Regions from separate parts of the Mus musculus genome. Here regions 2, 3 and 4 are each linked to region 1. A link is a contact called in public promoter capture Hi-C data. All regions are on one chromosome and are shown on one strand. Each heading gives the region's core, a stretch centred on a gene start, on an enhancer-like site or on the middle of the called end of the contact. The rest is flanking DNA. Distances are from core to core; before and after follow the strand shown.

Region 1 (2,539 bases), core at 13-2,512:
GTGAATATTAGCCTCTAAAATTAAAAACAAACACAACTTGGGTTTGTCTCTTCTGCGGACGCTGTTTGTATTGTTAGGCCGAGAAGAATGAACTGTTACTTGGACACTTGACGGATGGGTTGCGTAAGGTTTTCACCTAAAATGTCAGTATAGTTTTGAAATGCAGACAGACAGCGCCGCAGAGGCAGCCACGCTCCACACTGTTACGAGGCCACCTCACAAAGGCTTTGGTTTGCATGCTTTGCCGTGAAGATTGGTGCTCCAACATTTTGTCATTTTTCTGATGATCTAATAATACATTTCATAGAGGCAAAGTTTTCCCACACCAGTACAATCCTTAGCATATACCATAGACACATTTTAATGAACTAAAAATAAACCTGTGGTAATAAATTCTTCAAAATTTATTGTTAACTTTGCCAAGAACATTTTCCATTTAGTTATTACAATTATTTTTTATAAAATTTTGGTGCTAACATTAGATGGTGACTCTAAATCCCAATTTTTTTCTTAAAAGCCAAAACTAGCACTTAGTACCTAGATGTGGCTTTCCTATGGTAAGGACAAGCACCCCATGGTTTTCACCCCCTAATACTGGATTTAGTATCTGAACAGGCTGGAGAGAGTGGGTGCAGAGAAAGAGAGAGCAAGGCAAGGCAAGCTCTGTCTTCTCCTTAAAGAGTAAATGCTGTGTCTGTGAAAACAGCGTAGGTGGGATTAACTATAAATTCTCCTTTAGAGTTTATGGGAGAATTCCCCATAAACAACCCGCTTGTGATAAGTAGTCCTTGAGATTTGGCCAAAGTGAGATGACGGTTGTTAAAAACTATCCCGTATTAAATTACTGAGGTTAACTCGGCAATGTGCATGAGGACAAATTGTTCCAGCTGCTCCTTATTTTGAAGCTTTTATTATTTTGTCGGAGTTGAATTATATAAACTCAAACCACTTACATTTGACTTCTAAGCACAGGAACCCTGAAGCTTACTTCAAATCCTGGTGTTGATTAATTGCCGGTTAAAACATACAGGACACTTTTCTAATATGTTACAGTTGCCCTTTTCTCTGATATTAACCCTGTCCACTTGCAAAAACAAGTCTGTGTTCCCCCAACAACACAGATTATCTGGGCCAGCCTCTCAGTGATGATATGTCCATTTGTCCACTAGTCTCAAAACCTGAGTCTTAAAACGTCTAGGAAGGCAGGCACATGCTTATCGACTCTGGTTCCTGCACCTCTCACGCCATCTCCTTCCTGTTTCCTTTGCCCCTGCAGTTCAGGACTTCCTTCCTCTTTATCTAGACTCTCCACGCCCCTTATCCAGGCCGGCTGAGACAATGGGATCTAATGACCATTTCTAAAGCAATTTCAGTCCTGCCCTGTCTGCTCAGAAACCTTGTAAGGCTCTTACTGCCCACCAGACTGGAGTCTGCAGCTATAACACGATGTTTATGGGACTTAAACTGGCCTCCATTTCTCACATTGCTAGAATGGCGTGCTACTTTGTCCAGTGAACGTGGCTGTGCCTGTACTTTAAGCTGGGATCTGGAAAGCGCTGCTTTGCGTCCTACAGGTCTTCCATGGGATCCCAGGTTCTCCCTCTGCACTACTTGAGTGCTTTGCCCCACCCATCAGAGGTGTCCCTTGTTAACTCCTTGCCCTCAGGTCTCCGCCCCAGCAGGCTGCCAGCTTCCTCAGGGCAGAACCTCCCTGTTCCCTTTGCCTCCTTGGCAAGTCCTCCCCCTCACACGTGGGTGATCCTCAATGGAGACTGGTTGACTGGTTGATTGATTTCTTAGCCATACTAGCTACCTATGTGTATCTTACATACACATTGGAGATTATTCTTGAGCTAGTATATTTTTTCTTTTAGTTTTTCTTTGGTATGCCATTTGTTTTTATATCCTACATTAAATATTTTTCAGTTTTGTATAAATCCTTAAGTAGGGAAAGTGATAGTGTAATACATCTGCTTTTAGTAGAAAAGAATGACATAGTTTAAAACAATTTCTTGCTATTTTATTCCCTATCCTGGGAAGGGGATGTGCTTAGAGTGTGTGGGAGCAAAGTCTGAGCAAAGCACTGACTGCGGAGAGGATAAAGAACATGGGTTCATACCCACAGCCTCAACTTTAAATCGCATGCTTTGGAAGTTTGCCACCTATGCATCTCAATTTACTTATCTATAGAATGAGGATTTATAATCATTCATCTATAAAGCCTTTCCTTCTGCGATATGTGACACATAGGAGATCCACAGTAGAATTTGGGGAAATGACCTTTAAGTGTTAGGACTATCTAGCAGCCTCTTGTGAGAGGACTAAGTGAGGAAACCAGCGAGCATGGCTGGGGTTTGATGACTTACAGGTCATCTGCATTTTATGTCAGACGCTGTTTTCTGTGCTGTCTTGATGTTTTAGGAACCATGTATTGTAGTACTCCTGCTATTCAGTATAATATAGCATATCTGTATAAAGTTGGCTGTTACTTTACTAGGTCTAAGGGCTGTCCTGGATTTAAGATTGCTCCAGACAAGTT
Region 2 (2,539 bases), core at 23-2,522, 500 kb after region 1:
TTCTAGAGGAGCAGATATGACGGGAAAGGCCAGGATCTCTGTTTCACACAGTGGGTTCTTTAAATGTAAGCTCAGTCCATCACAAGCTTAAATGCTGTCTTCGGTATCTTTCCCACCCCTAGGACTTCCAGAAGGAGACGTTTGACCTCTGCTCAGGACGGGCTTTCTGAGTTCTTCACAGAAGGGGTCCATTCATCCTGTGCACCAGATGGCAGACTTCATCTCTGGAATTCATCTGCTTTCTAGGCTCATGTTGCCAATTCATGAACGTGACTTACAAGGAGGGTTAGAGATAGGCTTAGCGTTGGTTTTGCTTTGTTCTGTTCTGTTCATTTTATTCGAATGTTTTATTGTGATAAAAAATACATAACATGGACTAGAGAGATGGTATAGCCATTAAAAGCTAGGCTCTCAGCCGGGCGTGGTGGCGTACCCCTTTAATCCCAGCACTCGGGAGGCAGAGGCAGGCAAATTTCTGAGTTCGAGGCCAGCCTGGTCTACAGAGTGAGTTCCAGGATAGCCAGGGCTACACAGAGAAACCCTGTCTTGAAAAAAAAAAACAAACAAACAAACAAAACCAAAACCAAACACAAACAAACCCAAAAGCTAGGCTCTCACAACCAACTCTTTAAAATGCAGATACCATAAAATTTATCATTTTAACCATTTTAGTGCACAGTTTAGTGGTGTTAAAGGCACCCCACGTTCAATACCAATAACTCTTTTTATATTTTTTTCCTGATCTTTTTACTAGATATATTCTTTATTTACGTTTCAAATGTTATTCCCATTCCTGGTTTCCCCTCTGAGAACCTGCTATCCCCTCCCCCGTCTCCCTGCTCACCAGCCCACCCCCTCCCGCTTCCTGGCCCTGGCATTCCCTTGTATTGGGGCATAGAACCTTCACAGGACCAACGGCTTCTCCTCCTATTGATGACCGACAAGGCCATCCTCTGCTACATATGCGGCTGGAGCCAACTCTTTTTATCTTATAAAACGAAAACTCAACTTCCTCATCTCAGCCCCTGCAGCTACCAGTGTGAGCTTGGTTTTATATGGTTCCCTGGAAATTACAATATGACATGTCAATACAGTTTTTTTTTTTTTTTTTTTTTAGGGAATACGGGCATAATTTCACTATATTTCTCCACTTAAAAAATTGAGGAAGGAATTTCTTTGTCTCGGACCAAATTAAAGTCCCTCGGGGACAAGCTTGAGAGCGGGTTGGTCGTCTTTAACTGCACGCGGAGCGTCGGAGCAACTTGGCCAAGAACAAAGAGCCCTGTTCACGTAGGCAAAACAGCGACACCTGCTGATCGATCGCAGAATTACTTTTCAGACAGATTGCTGAGGGTTTTTTTTTTTTTTTTTTTTTTCCTGTCTCACTGTGTACTGGCTTCTATTTGGAAAAGCTGTTGTCTAATCATAGACTATGAATGTTATTTGTTCGAGTCAACTCTGGGATTAGGCACACGGTAGCCAGGCAGGTGCTGGTGCTCTCTCAGGTCTGGTTCACAGCAGGTGGGCGGGCATGTGTGAGCTGCTTGTCCTGACCTGGAGCTTCACCAGCTTCTCTGTGACTGCCAGCTTCTCTCCTTCCACTCTGTAGGGAAAATGTCTCTACCGATCCCTGACCCTGTTCACACTAACCCCCTTTCATAATGTCTTAGAAAAAAAGAGAGACTTTCGTTGCAACCTCACTCCTTAAGTGGCCTAGGAAGGAAGAACGTGCGAATCTTTCTCTTTGATTGCCCTGCCTTTAATTAAATTACACCTGCACGTTCTATATATGCACACACACTGTGACTTACATATATGATCCTTAAGGAGAGGCCCAGGATATATTTAAATCCTAATCTTACCTGATATGTCCCTAGCACGTTCCCAGCCTCATGTGTTTTTGTTACTCAAGCTTGCTGACAGAGGGAAACCTCCTGAGCTCCTGCTATGGTGGGTATGAAACACTCCCTCTCCCAAGTGGTTTCCAAGTCGGGTTGGGTTGTGAACTCTGCCACCCTCTTTTCCCTTCCCCAATTGAATCAGAATTTCTGGAGTTAGGACTCAGGAACCTGGATGCGTGATAAGCACCCAGGTGATTCCTCTGCTGCATTGCCAAGGATAACCTTGAACTCTGTGTGTGTGTGTGTGTGTGTGTGTGTGTGTGTGTGTGTGTGTGTGTATGAGAGAGAGAGAGAGAGAGAGAGAGAGAGAGCACAAGCGAGAGAAACAGAGAGAGAGAGGGAGAGAGAGAGAGAGAGAGAGAGAGAGAGCATGCTTACAGCAAGTGGAGGTTGAAGGACAGATGGAAATTGATGCTGGTCCTTACATTCTTCTTGTTCCACAGAGGGTCTCTTTGCTGGCTTCTGTTGGGTGAGCTGGACTGGCTGATTGATTCTTGGCTTCCCCTCCTGCCACAGATGAGTGCTACTGCTCTGAGCTTCAGGTGGCTTCTGGGGTTTGGATTCAATTCCTCCCTGGCAGACACTTTACCCACGGAGCACCCACTTTCCCACCCCCCGACCTTGAACTTCTGCTCCTC
Region 3 (2,539 bases), core at 26-2,525, 360 kb after region 1:
GTGGGTAACAGTTCAGAGCAGTGGAGAAAGAAGCACGCAGGCCAGAAGGCTGCAACCCCACCCCACCACCACCATGGGCACACCTTCTTTAGGGCAGTGCCAGTCAGGCCCGTGTCTGTAGCTAAGAATGCACTGACAGAACCCGGGATGGATGGTCTGGATAACTTGAGGAAACTGCTAATGAGGTCTTGAACATCTCCACACAGTCACTTCTAAATATATCTACACTTATATCGCTATTCAAAACAGTCTGTCAGTCAACCACTCCTTTAAAAATAAACGGGAGCTGGGGTGCAGCGCAGTGGTAAAATGCTTGCTAATGACATGCTCAAGACCATGGGCCTATTCCCAGGATCAGAAGGGAGGAAGACACGGAGAGGTTGGGTGCAACCCGAATGACTGTCCCGTTGTATCCTTGCCTTAGCGACAGGAATCAAGCGAAGTCACGCTTGATTGTTGCCAGGATACTTAACCTCCTCCTTCTCCTCCTCCAGAAAAGCCCCCCTCCCCCCCCCCCCCCGATTGGCCACTGGTTGAAGGAGTTCCATAATACCCCCAGCCCACTTCCGGCCACTCCCACAAGCCCACTCCCCGGACGAGAGGGATTTTCACACACCCCTCCCACCGGGTGCATGCTGCTCCACCCTTGCAGACCTTGGTTTCCCCTGTCGCAAACTAAAAGGGTTGATGGAGATCACGAAAATTGAGATCAGTGTTCTCAATTTCTGATCCATCGCTCTCCACGCGCCTGTGCTTTGCGGAAGCAGACATCCCGTGACCATCCCCTTAACAATACTTGTAATTTTAGCAAAGGAGTGTGATGTGTCCAGAACCGATAAAACAGGCTGTTGCTTCCCAATCTCAGCAAACCCGATCATCAGCTCATCAGCGTGGGTTTCCTCCGCGGCCTTTTCCATCAATCCCACAATCCCATGAAAGAGAAAAAAAAAAAAAAAAAACCTCCCCTGGCCCTCCCAGCCTCTAAACTCAAAGGTGCCTGGCCTTGTATTCGGAAAGAAGTGGGGGTCGGGGAGAGAACCTGCTCGCTCCAGCAGCCCCGGCGTCCCCAGCCGAGCTGAGCAGGTGCCGGGGCAGGCGCGGCGCCCGCCACCCGACTCCCTCCCTAAGGCTCAGTTTACTCACACGCGGTTCTGAACGCCCGGCCCGGAGCACGGCGGAGTTTGCTGACTCAAGGCGCGGCGGCGACGAGCGCCTAAGAGCGAACCCGAGGAGCGCAGCCCCGCGTCCAGCGCACGCAGCGCCCCGCCCCGCCCTGCGCGCCCGCCGCCGCCCCCCACCCCCACCCGCCACTGCCAGCCTTAACGTAGGAAAGGCCACCTAGCTAGCGGGTCTTTCTCCCTACCCAGCAGTGAGGAATCAAGATGAGAGAAGCCAATAACAAACAAGCATGACTAGATGTTAGCAGGATCTCGATGGAGGGCATATACTGTTTGCTATAACAATATTTTTAATATCTCCGTAACTTTTTAAAAAATGTGTTTTCATGTACGATGAGGAGAAAGCTATGAGAGTCTGCCAAAGATATGTCCGGTTCCTATAGATCATCTGAGCTGGCTCTCACCCACCTGTGTGCATGGCTCAAGGCTGAGAGCACTTTTTGCCCTTGCAAAGGACCTGGCTCCCAGCATCCATACAGTAGCTCACAACTGCCTTTAACTCCAGTCACCACCCTCTTCTGCCCTAGCACTCACGTGGTGCACATACATCCAGGAAGCCAAAACAGTCATAAAATAAAATAAATAAATCTAAGGACAAAAAAGAAAGACTCAGCGAATCTTGGACCATCCAGCATCCTCCTAGAAAAGTTGTCCATGACTATATTCCATAGCTACACTGACCTCCTGAACAAAACTTGCCAAAATGCAATGTCTTATCTTAGACTCGTATCTCTGAGTGCTGCATCATTGTTTTTTTTTTTTTTTTTTTTTTGCATCATTGGTATTTAATGACCTAAAATTGCACCCAAACTATAATACATGCAACCATCGTTTGTTTTGCTTTTTGTATGTTTGTTTGTTTTTCGAGACAGCGTTTCTCCTTATACCCCTGGCTGTCTTGGAACTCACAGATTTTTGAGTTTAAGGCCAGCCTGGTCTACAAAGTGAGTTCCAGGACAGCCAAGAATACACAGAGAAACCCTGTCTTGAAAAACCAAAAAAAAAAAAAGTACAAAAACTTTACTATGAGAGCATTTAGCCCTGGAGATTGAGAATTGAATATGTGATATTTATACAGCTTAAGCCTAGGATCTTAATGTATTGTTTTAAGCAATCTGGGCACATTTCAAACCTATGTTCAAGTAATGTCTACAAAAATTCACCCTAATGGAATAGTCATTTACTTTATACTTTAAGTACTCAATAGCTGGTTTTAAACTACAATATGTTAGTATACAGTATTGGAGGACAATAGAATTTGTTATATTTTGTTTTTGTTTGTTTGGTTTTGTGTTTATTTAAGACATGGTCTTAATATATATAGCTGTCCTGGAACTCTATGTAGACCAGGATGGTTTCGA
Region 4 (2,539 bases), core at 17-2,516, 290 kb after region 1:
CTTCATATTAACTTCAAAGGTTATATTATGTCACCAAGAAGTAGCATGATAACTGATGTCACAATTTATGCTTTCCAAAAAAACGCCGTTAAAACATAAATGATGTGAATTCATCTACACTGCTGAGGAACTTGCTCTGAAACTCTACACACAGCTGCATAATCACTTCCTTTTGGCATTAAAATAAAGACAATTAGAGGACACGGTTAACAGGATCTAAGACATAAATCAAAATATTTACACAAGTTTGATAATGTTTCAGACAGAACTTTAAAAAATCATTCTTATTCCAAATTGAATGTTTGGTTTTTTTAACCAATTCTCTGTAAGAAGGCTCTCAAAGGACAAGTCAATAACTTTTTATTAATACAATAACTCTTAAGTACCCAAGTAAATGGCTGCTTTTTGCTGCCGCTTTTGCACCCACGAGAGTGGGAGCCATTCATTGGAAGCAACAAGTTATCCCTCTTAGGTGAAAATTCCTTCTGCTGGTTCCCAGAGATACCTAGGAAGACTCTGGGGAACCCTTGGCTAATTATCCCAGGAAAACTGCTGCCTCGGCTGAAACTGGAAGCTCATGGTGGACCCCAAGATATCTTATCTTTGGGACACTTAAAAAAAAAAAGCTATTTTATTCCAATTAAGCCAGTCTTTTGAGAGACACCTAGAAAGAAAGGGCTTCTAAAACATGAACATGAGCTCTGATGTTAGCAACCCAACTTCCACTCCAAAATTACTGAAATATTTATGGGTAAAATTAACTCATAAAAACCTTCTTCTAACTGAAAAAATGAACCGTGAGGAGCTATTCCTCATGGAAGCTACCTGGTGACTTTTTTTTTTAATGTACATTTTTTTAATGACAGAAAATAAATCATAAGATATGATTCTAATTGCACAATGACTCATCGCCAGAGCCAGTGTTTAAGCTGATTTTGGACAGTGAGAATGTATTTCTAAATCTGTGTCTGGCAAATTTAAGCAAAATTACAAAGACTTTTGTTTTTTTTCCCTCCTAGGATGTAAACGTTTGTTTTGTTGTTGTTTTTGTTGTTTTAGTGCATCTCTATTTGTAAGACATATTTTCCATTTACACATGATACAGGATACTGGAAAGCTTAAATACTCTTAAATATTTCAATCAAATACCTGAAGGCAAAGTATTTTCCAGAGGAAAAGTCCCCACGAAACAAGAGCCACATGTCAGAGAGGCAGGCAGTCAGCAGTGCTGCGACTCTGCACTCTAGCTTCAGTCGAACACTGTGTTTACAGTAACTTCCTCATTGACACAGCAAGGGTGCCCTATCTGGCTTTAAATGCTACTAATACGCCAAACTCTTTAAAATCCAGTTAAGACCAAATATATATATATATATCTCATATAACTCATTTCACTTGAGAGCAGGATCGTATTTACAAGTATAGGATGGCAATAAAGGGCCGTATGGCATTCACAGACCTTATAGCTTCACACAGAAGCTTGGCTAGAATTAGACAACATAAAACTACTAGTACTAATACCCCACCACTTTAAGAATTTCACTACCTGGGATACTGACAGTGGCATTGGGTAAGAATCTATTATGAGCCAGCATTCTTTCTGGCTGGGCACAATTTCGTTCCTAAGGTGGTAGCCCCAGAATTCCTTCTCAGGACTCCTGCAGAGCTGGGCTCGTTTTACATCCATGAGAACTGCTGTCATCACTACTGTGTCCAAGCCCAGAGGATGAACTGGAAAAGAAGAGAGGGGGAAAATAATAAAAAGAGGAAATTGGTTTTCACAACACACTCAAAGCCTGAGTAACAGAGGGGAACTTTAATTATCTCCAGTCACAAAGAGAGACAGGAAATTTGGACTTTTAATTAGCCATTTGGAGTGCAGTTGGATATTTTTTTAGCTAGATAATTTAAACGCGAATAATTCAAGTCTGACTAAATGAAAGTCACATAATCAGAATGCAGATAATTGAATTTCTGCTGCATTCATTAATTCAGTGTGGAGGTGTGTGTGAAGACCACTATGATGAGCTGTCACAGCTCAATAAAATCTCAGTCAATTAATTTTTTCATTATCTTACTATTACATCAACAAAAAGCAAAATGTGTCTGTATATATATGTGCCCGCACACGGACATTATGTGTTATATAAATGTGCCTGCTAAATCAGAGCGAAAAGGAATACCTTTCTGAATCATACTCTACGTCGGCGTCTTTCTTCCCTTCTTCTTCTTCTTCGGGAAACCGTCTATTCATTAAAGCAAACTTGTGAATGGCTTCTTCCACCGAGTACTTGGTCTGCCCAGAAACACATGCTTCAATGTCCTCGGAGTTCAGATGGCTCTGCAGGAAGAGGTGGAGGCTGCTATCGGAAAGCAAGAGTGCATTCTGCAGGACTCTGTGCAAAAAAAAAAAAAAAAAAAGGAAAAAAAAGAAAAGGAAAAATAACTGGTGATCAGGCATGGGCCGAGATCAGTAGAAGGCAGGCAGCCCTTACAAACTGTACTACTGATCTCTTTAGGGAACTTCGCCCCGATGCTG

What was found. Promoter capture Hi-C pulls out the DNA fragments that hold promoters and counts their contacts.
Region 2: a promoter capture Hi-C map of the HPC-7 cell line shows a contact between it and region 1. The contact joins two enhancer-like sites. A contact is called at or near these places in 7 of 39 promoter capture datasets (the 3T3-L1 cell line, the HPC-7 cell line, hippocampal neurons and 3 more), 18 of 484 Hi-C or Micro-C datasets (the 3T3-L1 cell line, 3T3-L1-derived adipocytes, the Ba/F3 cell line and 13 more), 13 of 115 datasets of contacts at active chromatin or transcription factors (bone marrow-derived macrophages, craniofacial prominence, embryonic basal ganglia and 10 more) and 3 of 9 other capture datasets (adipose tissue, embryonic stem cells and liver).
Region 3: a promoter capture Hi-C map of embryonic stem cells shows a contact between it and region 1. The contact joins the promoter of Snx10 here to the enhancer-like site in region 1. A contact is called at or near these places in 10 of 39 promoter capture datasets (the 3T3-L1 cell line, 3T3-L1-derived adipocytes, the HPC-7 cell line and 7 more), 3 of 484 Hi-C or Micro-C datasets (embryonic stem cells and erythroid progenitors), 3 of 115 datasets of contacts at active chromatin or transcription factors (bone marrow-derived macrophages, embryonic stem cells and neural tube) and 1 of 9 other capture datasets (pancreatic islet).
Region 4: a promoter capture Hi-C map of the HPC-7 cell line shows a contact between it and region 1. The contact joins two enhancer-like sites. A contact is called at or near these places in 10 of 39 promoter capture datasets (the 3T3-L1 cell line, 3T3-L1-derived adipocytes, the C10 cell line and 5 more), 1 of 15 datasets of contacts at CTCF or cohesin (the NIH/3T3 cell line), 35 of 484 Hi-C or Micro-C datasets (2-cell-like embryonic stem cells, the C10 cell line, CD4 single positive thymocytes and 26 more), 17 of 115 datasets of contacts at active chromatin or transcription factors (the HPC-7 cell line, acute myeloid leukemia, cardiomyocytes and 12 more) and 4 of 9 other capture datasets (adipose tissue, embryonic trunk, liver and 1 more).

What each region holds. Positions count from the first base shown.
Region 1 is chr6:51,880,089-51,882,627 of GRCm38.p6, reverse strand. The region is part of intron 9 of Skap2 (src family associated phosphoprotein 2); the gene reads left to right. Among named protein-coding and RNA genes, the nearest start is that of Skap2, 130 kb to the left of the region's middle. Within about 2 kb of position 1,262, at least 92 of the 459 cell types and tissues checked have an H3K27ac peak or open chromatin away from gene starts, as enhancers often do. A contact at or near this core is called in the Ba/F3 cell line, the HPC-7 cell line, bone marrow-derived macrophages and 3 more, where this site is marked.
Region 2 is chr6:51,382,919-51,385,457 of GRCm38.p6, reverse strand. All of the region lies in intron 1 of Gm6559 (predicted gene 6559), which reads right to left. Among named protein-coding and RNA genes, the nearest start is that of Gm6559, 4.5 kb to the right of the region's middle. Within about 2 kb of position 1,272, at least 50 of the 459 cell types and tissues checked have an H3K27ac peak or open chromatin away from gene starts, as enhancers often do. A contact at or near this core is called in the Ba/F3 cell line, the HPC-7 cell line and bone marrow-derived macrophages, where this site is marked.
Region 3 is chr6:51,522,639-51,525,177 of GRCm38.p6, reverse strand. Snx10 (sorting nexin 10) reads right to left here and starts at 1,275. Exons shown (of 7, transcript NM_001127349.1): 1 at 1,144-1,275.
Region 4 is chr6:51,588,073-51,590,611 of GRCm38.p6, reverse strand. It overlaps Snx10 (sorting nexin 10), which reads right to left. Exons shown (of 7, transcript NM_001127349.1): 6 at 2,184-2,396; 7 at 1-1,731. The coding sequence ends at 1,650. Among named protein-coding and RNA genes, the nearest start is that of Snx10, 65 kb to the right of the region's middle. Within about 2 kb of position 1,266, at least 6 of the 459 cell types and tissues checked have an H3K27ac peak or open chromatin away from gene starts, as enhancers often do. A contact at or near this core is called in the HPC-7 cell line and bone marrow-derived macrophages, where this site is marked.